2 separate regions of the Mus musculus genome follow, and region 2 is linked to region 1. A link is a contact called in public promoter capture Hi-C data. All regions are on one chromosome and are shown on one strand. The core of a region is the stretch at or near the end of the contact, and the rest is flanking DNA. Distances in the headings are between cores, read along the strand shown.

The links. Promoter capture Hi-C pulls out the DNA fragments that hold promoters and counts their contacts.
Region 2: a promoter capture Hi-C map of liver shows a contact between it and region 1. The contact joins two enhancer-like sites. A contact is called at or near these places in 4 of 39 promoter capture datasets (the C10 cell line, liver, neutrophils and 1 more), 8 of 484 Hi-C or Micro-C datasets (bone marrow-derived macrophages, cortical neurons, group 2 innate lymphoid cells and 1 more), 8 of 115 datasets of contacts at active chromatin or transcription factors (the HPC-7 cell line, cardiomyocytes, embryonic stem cells and 4 more) and 3 of 9 other capture datasets (adipose tissue, embryonic stem cells and liver).

The regions. Positions count from the first base shown.
Region 1 is chr9:35,024,488-35,031,120 of GRCm38.p6, reverse strand. Kirrel3 (kirre like nephrin family adhesion molecule 3) reads right to left here. Exons shown (of 17, transcript NM_001190911.1): 13 at 5,975-6,010; 14 at 2,682-2,789; 15 at 1,238-1,347. Among named protein-coding and RNA genes, the nearest start is that of Kirrel3os, 20 kb to the right of the region's middle. Within about 2 kb of position 4,155, at least 32 of the 459 cell types and tissues checked have an H3K27ac peak or open chromatin away from gene starts, as enhancers often do. A contact at or near this core is called in hepatocytes and liver, where this site is marked.
Region 2 is chr9:35,135,272-35,141,904 of GRCm38.p6, reverse strand. It overlaps Dcps (decapping enzyme, scavenger), which reads left to right. Exons shown (of 6, transcript NM_027030.2): 3 at 5,416-5,561. Among named protein-coding and RNA genes, the nearest start is that of Gm24262, 6.0 kb to the left of the region's middle. Within about 2 kb of position 3,539, at least 19 of the 459 cell types and tissues checked have an H3K27ac peak or open chromatin away from gene starts, as enhancers often do. A contact at or near this core is called in hepatocytes and liver, where this site is marked.

The sequences.
Region 1 (6,633 bases), core at 2,906-5,405:
TGACAGACTCTGAAAATCAATTGACTAGAGAAAGTATAACAGAGAGAAAAGTCAGTTCCACTCATGAAACCTTGAGCCTCTGCCAGGGATGAAGAAGGCAGCAGTTGCTCCCCATCTAGTGGGTGAATTTAGAGCAGCACAATAGTAAGCAACCCCCGGGCTCTTGCAGGCAGGTCTCTGCATTCCTAGATTCTGCACAGCCGATTCAGCCAACCATGGATCAAAAATATTTAGGGAAAATTGCCTGTATCAAACGTGCATATTTTACTCGCCATTAATCCTTAAGCAATATGGTACAGTAATTGTTTACACAGCACTTACATTACACTTCATAAGTAGAGATGATTTATGAATATGAGAGGAAGCAGGTAGCATCTGTATAAATGTTATATAGCATTTTATACTTGTACACATTCAGATTTGGGTATCTGGGAATTATAGGACAGAACTCTGCACATATGTCGAGGGAAAACTCTACTGTACCCCGTATGTACTCAGGTTGTTACCCTATAATCCTGATGATGGCTCTGTATATTACTGTGTTCATGTCCATTTCATAGATGGGGTCACTGGGGCTCAGAAAAGCCCTTGTCCTTTATTCCTTGCCCTCTTGTCACTGTTCCCAGATAATGCCACCACGATATAGTGTTCTGTGAGCTTCCGGCATAGTTGACTAGACTTCTGCCTGGACAGTTGGGAGGATTCGGGTTCTTGCAGAGAGGATCAGGAAGAGGAGTTGGCAGTTTGGTGTTGCTGGAGAAGTTTTGCATTTTCTTTTGGTGGATATCCAGTTCCCAAGAAGAAACCAGGGTTTCTGGCAGATGTGTGTGTGTGTGTGTGTGAAGAGGGAAGAGGAGAAAAAATGCATCGAATATCTATACCATGCCTCTCCCCATGTGAGTCTGCCTGGACAGTTGGGAGGATTCCAGTTCTTGCAGAGAGGATCAGGAAGAGGATCACATTGAATTCACATGTACGCAGCCACACATGTGAATTCAAGCACAGGTTCTTTCCTTACTCAGTGGTCAGGATCCAGGTCAAGAACTGCATCAAAGTTGTATTTGAATCTCCCCCATCACGTCACAGAGGCACAAATAAATGCTCATTGGCTGAGTGCATGCCCGGCTTACTTTGGGGGCAGGAGGGGTTTGCCTGGATGTGCTACCTGTCAGCAGTATGGAGAGCATCGGGAAGTCTGTGTGCTCAGGATGGAGTGGGGCATAGGCTGTGCTCTTACCATCAGCTGCTTTATGGTGGTGTGGTCCTCAGCCTCCCGGCCAGAAGATGGCTCCTTGTGCACAATTTCCACTCGAATATCATTTTTGGCTGATACAACACCTTTGAGATCTGGACATAAGATAGGAAAGTGTAGACAAAGAATTCAGTCCTCATTCTTAGGCAAGGCATGTCAACTGCCCCACAACCCCCTGCTGCCACCCTTATACCCCCTGATACCCGTTCCATCTCAGGATTTAACCTCCCCTCAGACTCTGAAACGTCAGTTTTGCAGGCCCCCACCCACAGAACTTCTGTAGAGATCGACTGTTGGCTGGAAGGGCCTCAAAGACTGGTTGTGTAGGCCACCTAGCTTCTGCAGCATGTCCTGTGGTTAGAGAGGTTGTCCTCATCCATCCCTCTATCTCATCTGGCTAGGATCTGTCACCCTGAGTCCCTTCTCACTTTGAGAAGTCTTCTCTGTCTGTTGCTGCCTGGATTTGAGCTCTCCAGTTATAGGGCCACAAATCTTAATGTTAAAAAGACCGTAAGGTCTTTCAGCCAATCCAGAGTACACAGAGGTCTAGCTACCCTGAACTACAGGAGCAGCCTGTTAGACAAATCTTGTTGAAATATTCTCCCTTGTCATATCCATGGAAAGGCAGCAAGGGAGGTTTCAAGGCTCTTGTGTTGGATTACCACAAGGTGGTAAGGTTGCTCAGCTGGGAATGGAGGATATGTGAGGGGGATAAGTAGCTTCCTCTAACAAGTGAAGGATGCAAGGTGATCATAGCTTGGCCTGGTGACTCAGTGTATTCTGATCCTAGAAGCTCAGAGGTGGTTGGGGTGATAAAAGCTATACCACCCAAGCCTCTAATATCACCAGTAAGGAAATGAAGGCTATAAATAGATGTGACTTGCCCAGGGCACTTCCTCTGCCATCCTACCTCTCCCTTACTCCAGAGTTGAGCCCAGTACAGAGGCCCCATGTCCATATGCTCTTTAAGAGTGTCCTGGCCCCTTAGAACTGTATTGCTAAAGATAAAAAACCTTGAAAAGCCCGTCCAGGGCAGTTCTTCACATGCTTTTGTGCCCTGTGTGGGCGGCTTGCTTTTCAGGCTAAGCTAGCAGTCTTTGCAGAGCAAGGAGGGTCAAGCCACCCTGTTCCCTCTGAGGTTTTCTATGCACTCCAAATAACAGTGCTGTGTGTCCAACCCAAAGTGCTAGTGGACTGTCCTGCTACTTGGAGGCCAGTTGAGTTCGGGTCAGCCTCAGTAGGGTTCCCACTTGCTGCCAGACACCCTCCAGGTGCATAACAGCACACCATACCCATCCCTGCCCCAGGAGCTCACAACATTGTTGTGGCCCCTGTTCTTTGTACTCCTGCTTACTTGCTCTCCTGGGCAGTCTAAGCCTGGCCTTTTTCTCTGTCCCCCTCCCTGAGATCCCGGGTCTCCCTCCCGTACTTCTCTGGGAACGGGCACAGCAGAAGGCCACAATGGTTGCCATTAGGACGAGGAAGGCCACGCCAGCTCCTACGGCCACCCCGATGATGACGGCCATTGGTACAGACTCTGCGGGAAAGAAACAGACAAGGCTGATGAGGGAAGGAGAAAACTACTGTCCTGCTAGGGCCCCACCCAGTCCCCCAGGTGCAGCCCCTGCCAAGCTGGGGCCAGACCACTGCCATGTGGGACTTTCCTGGGCATGCCTCGGTGGGCCTGGGCAGGCACAGTCAGTTCAATAGGGGGTTAGCTCTGGATAGGATTGTTGAGCCTGGGTACGGGATATAAGGTAGGTGGAGAGTAGGGAGGAGCCAGGGGAAAGGGGTAGATGCTAGAACAGGGTAGAGAGCCAGGGAGAGGAAAACTGGAGATGCAGGTCGAGGCTGGCCTAATTTAGCTCTCTTCAGCATTCAGGGAGGGATTTATAATGCATGTAGTGGTTAGTGAGTCATAAGTCCATGGCTTTCCTTTGACAACAACAACAACGACAACAACAACAAAGGCAATGGCTCCTGTCTCCTTACTTCCCTTTCTGTGGAACAAGGTGGGTACATAGAGACAACTCAGGGCTTTCAGCTCTGAGGCAACTTCCTCCTCTGGCCTGCTGGGAATCAGGACCTGCTGTGCTCCACACATATCCAAGCCTTGGGAGCAGGGGAGTTGCATCACAGCTTCCACGCTACCACAATGCTCAGGAGAAAGGGTCCTTTCTTTTTTCTTGACCTCCATACCCTTCTCCTCCAAGACCAGCCCTTCAACATCCACCATCTGCTTCCATCCCGAAAGGTACAGAACTGTCACCCTGGCGCAACCCCCAGTCTGCCTCTGGTCCTTGCCAAATGGGCAGGACTAGCAGGTCGTGCTGGGGGCAGGGAGTGGGGGTGGGGGACAGGGAGACTGCTTTTCTGTAAAGCAGATGGATGCACATAGGCCCCAAGAACATGACTTTAGGCCCTGAGTAGTCTATCTGTAGCTCCGAACAGCTCTTAGAAATTCTGAGGAAGGGTGAAACTGGATTATAATGAACCCAAGCCGCTCATTTGGGAAGGACACTGAAGCCCAAAGGTATCAGTGACTCCAGGTTCATGGACATGTGTGTGCCTTCTCTGTGTGAACGAGGTCAATCCAGGTCTCCTCATCCTCCTCCCAACTCCACCCCACTAATATCTGTGTCACATGGTGTTCTCCGGACTGCTGCCCGGTTGTGTCCCTTGCTCTATCACACCCTCTGAACATCTTACCCTATGTTTCCTTGTCTCTTGTCTGTAAAATGGAGTAGTAATAGTGTGCCTTTAGAGGTCTTTAAGGACTTTAGGTAGAAGAGTGAGAGGAAATGTCTTGGAGCAGAGCCAAGGGCCCAGCCTCCTTTAAATGTTTGTTCCAGTTTCTTTGTGGGAGGACAGTAGCAGACAGTAGCCTTAACTGAGAGGAAATTCCTCTGAACGTCTGAGCTCCTTCCCCACCCACGTTCATCAGTGCAGCTTGGATGACCCACAGAAGGCGAGGCATTCTGGAGCTCTGCTTAGAATATCACTGTTCTTTTTTTTTTTTTTTTCCTTTTGATGTTTTGGGAATGAAACTCAGGGTTTCACGAATACTGAGTGCTCTGCTCCCTGACCCCTGTTTACTAAATAGAAGGAAACACTGACATTCTGGCCCCCAAGCTGTTGCTGTGAGGTAGGGGGCACCTATTCGACAGGCCTGGTGTCACAGTACCCCAGAATTCGCACACGAACTCTCTCTTGTTACCTACCTATTTGTTAGTGGCCACGACCTACAGAGGTGACAGGAGGTGACCAAGAGGAAGTAAGGATGGCAAAATCCCAAGGACAGAAAGGGTTGGACTCAGAAATCAGGACTAGGAAAGAGGAGATCTCAGCCAAGCTGACTTTGGCAAACAGGTGTTCCTAGTTAAACCTCATTAGTCCTGTGGTTTGGATTTCTTTATTTTGTGTTTGCTCTAGCACTTGTGGGATTCCTAGTGAGTTTCCTAAGGAAAACTCAGGGGTATCCCTTCTCCTCTCAGAGCCAAGGCATACTATTCTCTCTTAACATCCCCAAGCCTCAACGTTCTACCCATAACCCGGGGAGCTGAGGCAGCAGAAGTATGGCTACTGCTGGCTTGGCTCCTCCAAATCCACATTTTCTTGCACTGTTAATAGCAGGGGGTGCGTGTATCTTGGGTAGGCAGGGGCAGAGGAGAAGGGCTCCTTGAAGGCCGGTGGCATCCCTTACTTTTCCTGGCCTCTTGGTTTCTGACTTAGGACACTTTTGTCAGGCCATTTCTTTCTGAACATTCCTTTGAGAGGGACTGGGGAGGGATAGCCGTCCTTAGCTTCCTCTTCATCCAAAGAAGGGAACTGGGCATGCGGGAGTCTTAGCCACCAGAGGAGGAAGGAATATGAAATAAGTGCCTCACAGGACCTGGACCTCTAGAGATCTGAAGATGTAGGTGGTAGATAATTGCGTGCTGCCTCTGGATAGACCACAAGGGCTCTGGTGGATGGTTGTAATCTAGATTGATGCTCTGAGCAGGGCGTGTGTGTCCAAGGAGCGGGGAATGTAGACTCTACATATAGCTCATTAAAAGAGTGACGGAGGCCAGGAAACCAGTGTGGGCAGAGAACTGAGAGGACCCTCAGGCGTTGGCCAGCCCTGTGAAGTAGGATTCACCAAGTCCTGCTGTTCTCCTCTGGTGTCCTGCCTGGGCATTCAGAGGGAACACTTGTCTAGATGGAACAAATCCACCCATGGAGCCTGATGAGCACTTTGCTATGGGAGCCCTGGAGGGCCAGTGCCCAGCAGTGTTGGCTTGATGATGAGATGGTGCTTCCATGGCAGGGACACAGGGAACAGGGGAGGCGGTGAGCCAGCAAGCATGGATGGAACAGGCCACAGGCCCCTGGGGAGCGATGTTGAGCTGGTGATGTGCTGAGGAGCAGAGTCAGGAAGGGCCTGGAAATAGAGGGAAGCTGGGGCGGGGATGGGAGCCGGGGCTTCTGAGGACAAAGGGTAGGAGGGGAGCAAGAGCTGCGTCCTGGAGAGGAAGGAGCCCCGGGCTGTGGTATCAGGCAAGTGTTTGGGGTCTCTGGACGCCAGCTGCTGGGAGCCCCCTCCCACTGCTCTGACTGCACTGAACCTTTGACGCGGGGAGGACAGAGAACTTAGCAGCCTCCCTGCCCCCTTTTGAGCCCCTCCCCTACTAGCCGAGTCCCTCCCTCCAACCCGGGCAGTCTCATCGGCTCCTTCCGTACCTGCTTCCAGCCCGGCTCCCGACTTCATTTCCGAACCTGTTTGGAAATAAAGCAAGCGTCCACAGCCAGGGCCTGGCTGGCCAGGGTGGGGGTGGGACAGGGGATTGGTCACCTGGAAGGGTGAAGGGGGCGGGGTTCCCTTCTCTGTTATGTCTCTGGGACCGCTCCATCGATCCAGGATCCCCCTACTGAACTTGAGTTCATTCAGCCTGGCATGGCCCTCCGGAGCAGGGGAAGGGACAGAGAGAAAAGCCAAACCTCGAGGGGAGGTTTGGGAGGGTGGGGGTAGGGTGGGAGTGGGACTACTAAAGGAGGGCACAGGGGTAAGGACGTCAAGGGGGAAGACAAAGAGGGAGGATAGGCAACAGGGGACCAGGGAGGTTTGGATGATGTGTGGATGGTATTATGCAAATTATATGCAAAGCGTTATGCAAAGCAGCACCTATTAGGAAGAGGTGTTTAGACACGCTGAGACTTTTGATCTGTAGGTGTGATCACCGGCCACCTCATTTATTGAGCCTTGCAGGGGTGGGGGGTGGAGGTGGGGTCTGGATGGGACCACTTGCTGGGCTTCCAACTTCTGGTCCAGAGGTCCAGGACACCCCTGAACCCCGTGGCTGGGAACTAGCTGGCAGAGGGAAGCTCTTTAGTCCGTTCCA
Region 2 (6,633 bases), core at 2,290-4,789, 110 kb before region 1:
GGGAAGGGGCCTCTGAGAAGCATGCATGTTGCCAGACATGTATTTGTGTGTGCATATGCACTTGGTAGAGGACCAGCCGGAGATGAATCTTATCTTCCAGAAAGAGTAGCCAGTGCAGTGACAGCAAACCTCAAAAGTCAAGTAAGAATGAGAAAAGCCAAAAAGTGGCAAGGGGTTCCAGTGGTGGCTCTATGGGACCAGAGGCTGGGGTCGGGGCAGGGAGGAGTGAGAAATGCAGAGCAAGAACCACCTGACTCACTCAGCGTCCGTAAGTTCAGCTTAGGTTCAAACTAAACAAAATTTAAGAAATGTCAGGCAGGAGCCTTTGTAAGGAGTACCGTGGAATTGTTTATTACACTGTGAACATTCAAGGGGGTGGGTTTGGGGGAAATATAAGGTTGTCCTGGTGTGGTCTTTTAAAGGATGCCAGCAGGAGGGTGCGGTTGGGGAATTCCTTGTTGCTTCTCAAGCTACACAAACAGGAAAGGTTTGGGGTGGTAGGGTTGCTGCGGGGTATTGATCATGCCAAGCAGAGCAGGTGCTCCGTCAAGCCAACTCGCTTGGTGGCATTTGCCAGAGAGGCCTCCAAGCCGTTTTGCCTAGTGGCTAGACAAGGCTTCCACTATGGTGGCCGGAGCCTCAGGACTGCTCAGGCCTTTGTATCTGTGTCCTGTGTAAAGTGGGATCATTGCCGTACCCAGGCACTTGGCTTGTGAGAAGCAAATGAATTACTGCATGTACTGGCTTAACATGGGGTCTAGTTATAAACTCACGTTAGTAACTCAAGCCAGGGTTCTGAAGGATAGTGACACTTCTGTTTTGTTAAGCTCTTACTTTGAAACAGTGAAAGGACAGCAATAACACACGTGTCCCAAGGAAAGTAGTGGAGACAAACGAAGACTTCCGTCTCCCTTCCCCCTCCATTTAGATACAGTGCTGCTGTGGATACAAGTATGGAAATGGAAAAACTTAATTTTAAAAAATCTCACACTTGAAATTTTTATTACTTTTGAGAGAGAGAGAGAGAGAGAGAGAGAGAGAGAGAGAGAGAGAGAATGAATGTGTGTGTATGCAAATGTGGGTGCAGGTGCCTGCAGAGGCCAGAAGTGTCGGGTCTCACTGAAGCAGGAGTTACAGGCAGTTCATTATTGACTGTGCCTATTTCCGTGTCTCATGTAAAGTAGGACTCTTGTCCCACATAGGATCCACTGCAACCCCCCAGTTACATCCATTTACTCTCCTCTGGAGCAATTCCTCAGCCTTTTTTCCTCTCTTCTAGCTTTAACATTTGGGTTTTGTTTTGCTTATTGAGACAGGGTCTCCTTATATTGCTTACACTGACCTCAAATCCCTGGGCTCAGCCTCCCAAATGATGGACTGCAGGCATGCACTATTAGACCCTTAAAGCCGACCTCTTTGGCAGAGTAATAAAGCCACTCACGTTGGGAATGCTTTGGGGTTTGGGAATGTGCTGGGGTTTCCTTGTGATTGATTTGGAGTCTGCATTAGCAGTGGGGTTGAGAGGGCGTTGGTCCTGTGTAACTGTCGAATGGCCAGTGAGAGAAACTGAGCTTGCACAGGGGTCTCCTGTTCCCCAGCATTTTTTTAACAGATGTTTGTGTGTTTATTGGTCTTCAGCTCTTGACCACATTCCTGAAGTTCAGCGGCAGGTGAGACTCTGGCAGTGGGTTGGAGGCTGGCAGTTGAAAGCAGCATTGCGAAAGAAACATTTATTTGTTTGTTTGTTTGTTTATTTATTTATTTATAAAACAAAGAGATCTTATTCCATTTGGGACACAAATGTTCTTTCAAGGTTTAAAATCCAAAAAAAGAGCCAAATTCATGCATTCATTTGTGCGGTAATCACTGAATGTCTACCATATGAGGTGCCAGGGATGAGTAGTAAGAATAAATAAGTGAAATGTGTTCTTGAACTTTTTGTTCTCATGGGAAGGTGGACAGGAAAACTGTGTGGTAAGTCAGTGGTAGGGGGAGAATAGACAAAGGAGGGCCATAGACTCTGACCAGGCTGCCAAGCTGACCTGAAATCCAAGGGAGGCAAAGAAGCTTCAAGAATCCCTGCTGTGGGGATCTGGCTGGCAGTGGGAACTGTAACCGTGTGCCTAGAGAGAGAGCACTTGTCAACTCAGCGGGAGGTGGCCCAAATGTGGGTGCAGCAGGAAAGGGGGTGAATGAACTAACTGGGCTGTGGCCTCACACTAGCATGCAGGGCTCCAAAAACCCCTGTGGGGTTCCAGCAGCTTCTGGGGAAGGAAGGCCAAAGCCTGGGGGGTTTCTCCATGCTGAGGTGGGTGGAGGACAGGTGAGGGCTGGCTCGGTGAGATTCCTGTCTCCCTGCACCCTGGGTGGCTGGGCCAGATCCTTGACAAGCCTGGGCAGACTAGGGCTCACTCTCTGGAACCCCAGGAGCCCCAGGCTACCTGCCCTGGGCCGTGCGTCCTCTGCCAGCTGAATCAGGCTGTTTTCCAGTGTCAACCTCCTCTTTGTTCCAGGATCTCTCCCCAACTCTGAGAGAGTTCCCTTGCCAAGGCCCATATCTCTCTCTCTCTCTCTCTCTCTCTCTCTCTCTCTCTCTCTCTCTCTCTCTCTCTCTCTCTCTCTCTCTCTCTCTCGGTGTGTGAGAAAGTTCCTGAATGTCTCCCACCCGCTGGCTGGTGTAGTTCTCATACCAACACTGCCAGCATAGTGCCGTTATCACCGTCAGTTATATAGGTGAGAGAAATTGAGCAACAGAGAGGGTTGGCCGCTTGCCCTTGATCACACAGCCAGTGGATGCAGACTCCGGGGTTGTACCCAGGCTACTCGGCCCAAACTTCTATTCTCATCCTCTACCTTGCACTACAGATGTTATGTCATTTTCCTCAAGGCCCCGGAAAGGTCCAGGGTGCCCTTCAGTCTCTTTTACAAAGTCTCTTGGCTCTTGAGATTCATGTGCCTGGTGTCTGACCATGGGTTATTAGAGAGTCGTGAAGAGTGAAAAGCAAGAGTTTCTTTCCAGAAGGTTGTGAAGATCTTGTGCCTTATTTCCAGGGTCAGGTCCAGAGAATGAGACTTAACTCCCCTGGTGATCCAGACGGCATGCTTTACTCAATGCTAACAGCAGCTGAGAGGCAGCTTTTGTGTTCACCGTTTTTAACAGTCGAACAATCTGAGCCTCTAAGAGGCCATATGATCAGGGTCACCCAGCAGAAAAGGTAAACTATTTGGCTACTCTGATCCCATACTCGGGGCTCTCCACCATGCCACCCTGTCTCAGAGGCGATGGAATGGGTGTGTGCTTGGTGTGTCACCTGCATATGGCAACCGAGCTTTAGAAGAACTGGGTTGCCATCTTGAAAGACCACTTCAAGCTAAAGTGGCCTTTGTTCCAGTCTTGCCTCTGCTGTGTCCTCAGCAGCACACTGGATGAGCTCTGAATTCCCACCGCTCTCCCTCTCATTCACGCAAGTACAGGAGAACCATCTGCATCCTCAGAGCCAGTGTGAAAGTGCAGGCTGCTGGTTCGCAGCTGGGTGCTGATGTAAGTCTCAGGGAATGTTATTCCCTGGATGATCGGACCTGAGTCCCACAGAGAAAGCGTGTGGGGCTCTTTAGAAACATCCAGCTGATTTTGCAACACCAGGTCACCATCCTTCCCTCCCCCAGTAACCTTTGTTCAGGCACCAGCTGTGCCACATGTTATCGACAGTAGTGACCTAACCATAGCCAGGTGGTGCTAGACCAGAGCATTCGAATGTAGTCTGCTCAGGAAAATTATAGGATTTCTCCCCGACCCCTCCAGACACGGTTTCTCTGTGTAACAGTCTGGGCTTGCCCTGGAACTCACTCTGTACACTAGACTGGCCTCAAACTCACAAGAGATCTTGCCTGCTTAGACTAAGAGTGTGAGCCCGCACACTGGGCTCAGGATTTCTTGATTATTAAAACTGATATTCTAGCACTTGGGAGACAAAGGCAGGATCTCCACAAGTTCAAATCCAGCCTGATCTATTTAGTGATTTCTAGGCCAGCCCTAGGCTACAAAGTGAAAGTGTATCAATTAGACAGACACACAAATAAACAAACATTCTGCCCTAGTTAGGGTTGCTATTGCTTTGTTGAAACACCCATCACCAAAAACAAGTTGGAGAGGAAAAGGATAATTTGTCTTAAACTTCCACAGCAGTGTTGATCATGGGAGGAAGTCAGGATAGAAACTCAAATAGGGCAGGAACTTGAAGTCAGGAGCTGATGCAAAGGCCACGACGGGGTTCTTCTTGCTGGCTTGTGCCCTGTGGTTTGCTCAGCCTGCTTTCTTTGAGAACCCAGGACCACCAGCCAAGGGGTGGCATCACTTTGACCCTCCCCCATCAATCACTAATTACGAAAATGCTGGATCTTATGGAGGTGTTCTCTCAATTGAGGCTAGAAAACTATCTAGCACAATTGACTCATTGTCAACTTGACACACGCACCACTGTTAAGCTATAGCCTCTCCTTTCTTGATTGTCCTCAAGGTCACAGATTAATAACACTGCAATATAAAATATTTTACAAGCTTAAAAATCCCACAGTCTTTACAATTCAAACACTTTTAACATTCCGAAGGATGGTTTGGAAATCTCTACAGACATTTGATTGTTCCAGAGGAAGGGGACACTAGCATCCAAGCTGAGGCTAGGCTACTGCAGAATTAGACACGATACAGTACACTGCGCCATAGAGCCATCCAAGCCAGAGTCATTGATGGTGCTACCCGAGAAACCTGGATTCAACATCTAACGAGTTGTGTGCTTATTTGTGTTACCACAGTGTGTGCAGAGGTCAGAGACCAGCTTGCAAGAGTTGGTTTTCTCCATCTACCATGTGGGTTTAAATTCAAGTTATCATGTGCCTTTACCCCATCAGCACTTCTGAAGTGCTCTATAAGCAGCAGACATTGCTCTAAGAGCTTCTCAGGTAACTGACTCACTTCATATATAACATAAGAACTGTTGCTGTCTTCACTTGGTAGATGGTAACACAGAAGTTAAGTAACTAGACCAAATTCCCAACTGGGAGCCACAGTCCTACTCGGAGCGAGTGAGAAGCAGGCACGGGTAGGCCTTAAGCCCAGACAGCCTGGCTCCAGAGTCCACACTGAGCCACTAAGCTACTTAAGGGAGCCACTAAGACTCAAGCTATACTGCCTGCTTTGCATCCAGAAAGCCACATGCCTAGCCATTCGCATACAAGAAGTGAGAAACTTTTGGTCACTCACTGTGCCTGAAACATGTGTTTAATATCATGAGGGGCCAGAGAACCAAGAGTAAAAGCTTTTTTTTTTTTTTTTTTTTTTTTTTTGGCCATGAATGTTGCTTACCTCGTGAATTTAATGGTCTTACTTTCTAATCAGACTGTGCTGTGTTGTTGTAGATATAAAAACAACTGTGGTGTACCCTGCCACAGAGAAACACCTGCAAAAATACATGCGTCAGGACCTCCGCCTGATCCGAGAGACTGGAGATGACTACAGGACCATCACCTTACCCTACCTGGAATCCCAGAGCCTTAGCATCCAGGTGACTGACTGCCAAGTCTCATACACTGTCCTGAAGCTAGTTTGTCTTTTCGCAAGCCCCTGTTGGGGTCGTCCCAGAAATAGTACACAAATACCCAAGGGCCTGGACAGTCTGTGTGACTGTGAGGCTGCAAAGAGGAGTGTAGACGGACTCTGTGGGGTAGAGCTGCCTGGTGTGGGCTGGTTGCCCTTTTATTCAGGACAGTCAGTGCAGGCTTTGTGATCTTTTGCCCTTTATGAGGTACTGGGGCTTGCTACTGATGTTCTCTGAGAAGTCCATCTCACCGGGGAAATGTTATCTGCTCTGTAGTAGCCCTGGACAGCCTCTGACTGTGTCCTCACTAAAGATCTGTGAGTGGGTAAAAGCCTTCTGTTGGGCTAGATGACCTTGATCCAGCCTCTTATCCCCCTAGTCTTTCCTGTAGCAATCCAGCCTGCAGGAGCCAAGTCTTGGAGCGAACACTTCCTGTCACTCAGTCCCCCTTGTGTTCGTTCCACAGCAGGCTGTATTCTGTCGTCCCCAGTGTGTGTTTAGTATAGACCTGTGTATACAAAGGTGACAGAGTGATGTGGCTGAGCCAGATACAGGATGCTTAGCTCAGATATCCTGGCAGTTCTTTGGGTTTAGGCCCAGTGCCAACCAGAGCCTCTGCCTGGAATTAGCCCCATGTGGCTACTCACAGTTAAATATGATTGATGCATATTGATGAGTCACTTCCTTGCCCACTCACTGGCTTCAGTGGCTCCCCACTGTCGCTCACGGGCGTTCTCTTTGGGCCCTTTTTATCCTCCTTCCAGACTCAGGGGTACATGGTAGAGAGTATTCTTAGGTGGGAATACACAGCCATTCCTCTTGAGTTCAGAAGTGGGAGGCTGCTGTTCTCTCAGTTGTAAGGGAGAGAAGTGAGGAGGCGGGAGACGTTGTTCCACTCGGGAGGCCATGTGCTGAGACCGGGCAGTCCAGCCGGTGCCCCCCACCTCGCCCCCCAGCAGCGTTTGCTCACAGATTCCTTCGGATCAAGGTCTTTTATTTTCTCCTCTCTTTTGTAAAAATCAAGGCAAGGTGTCCTAGT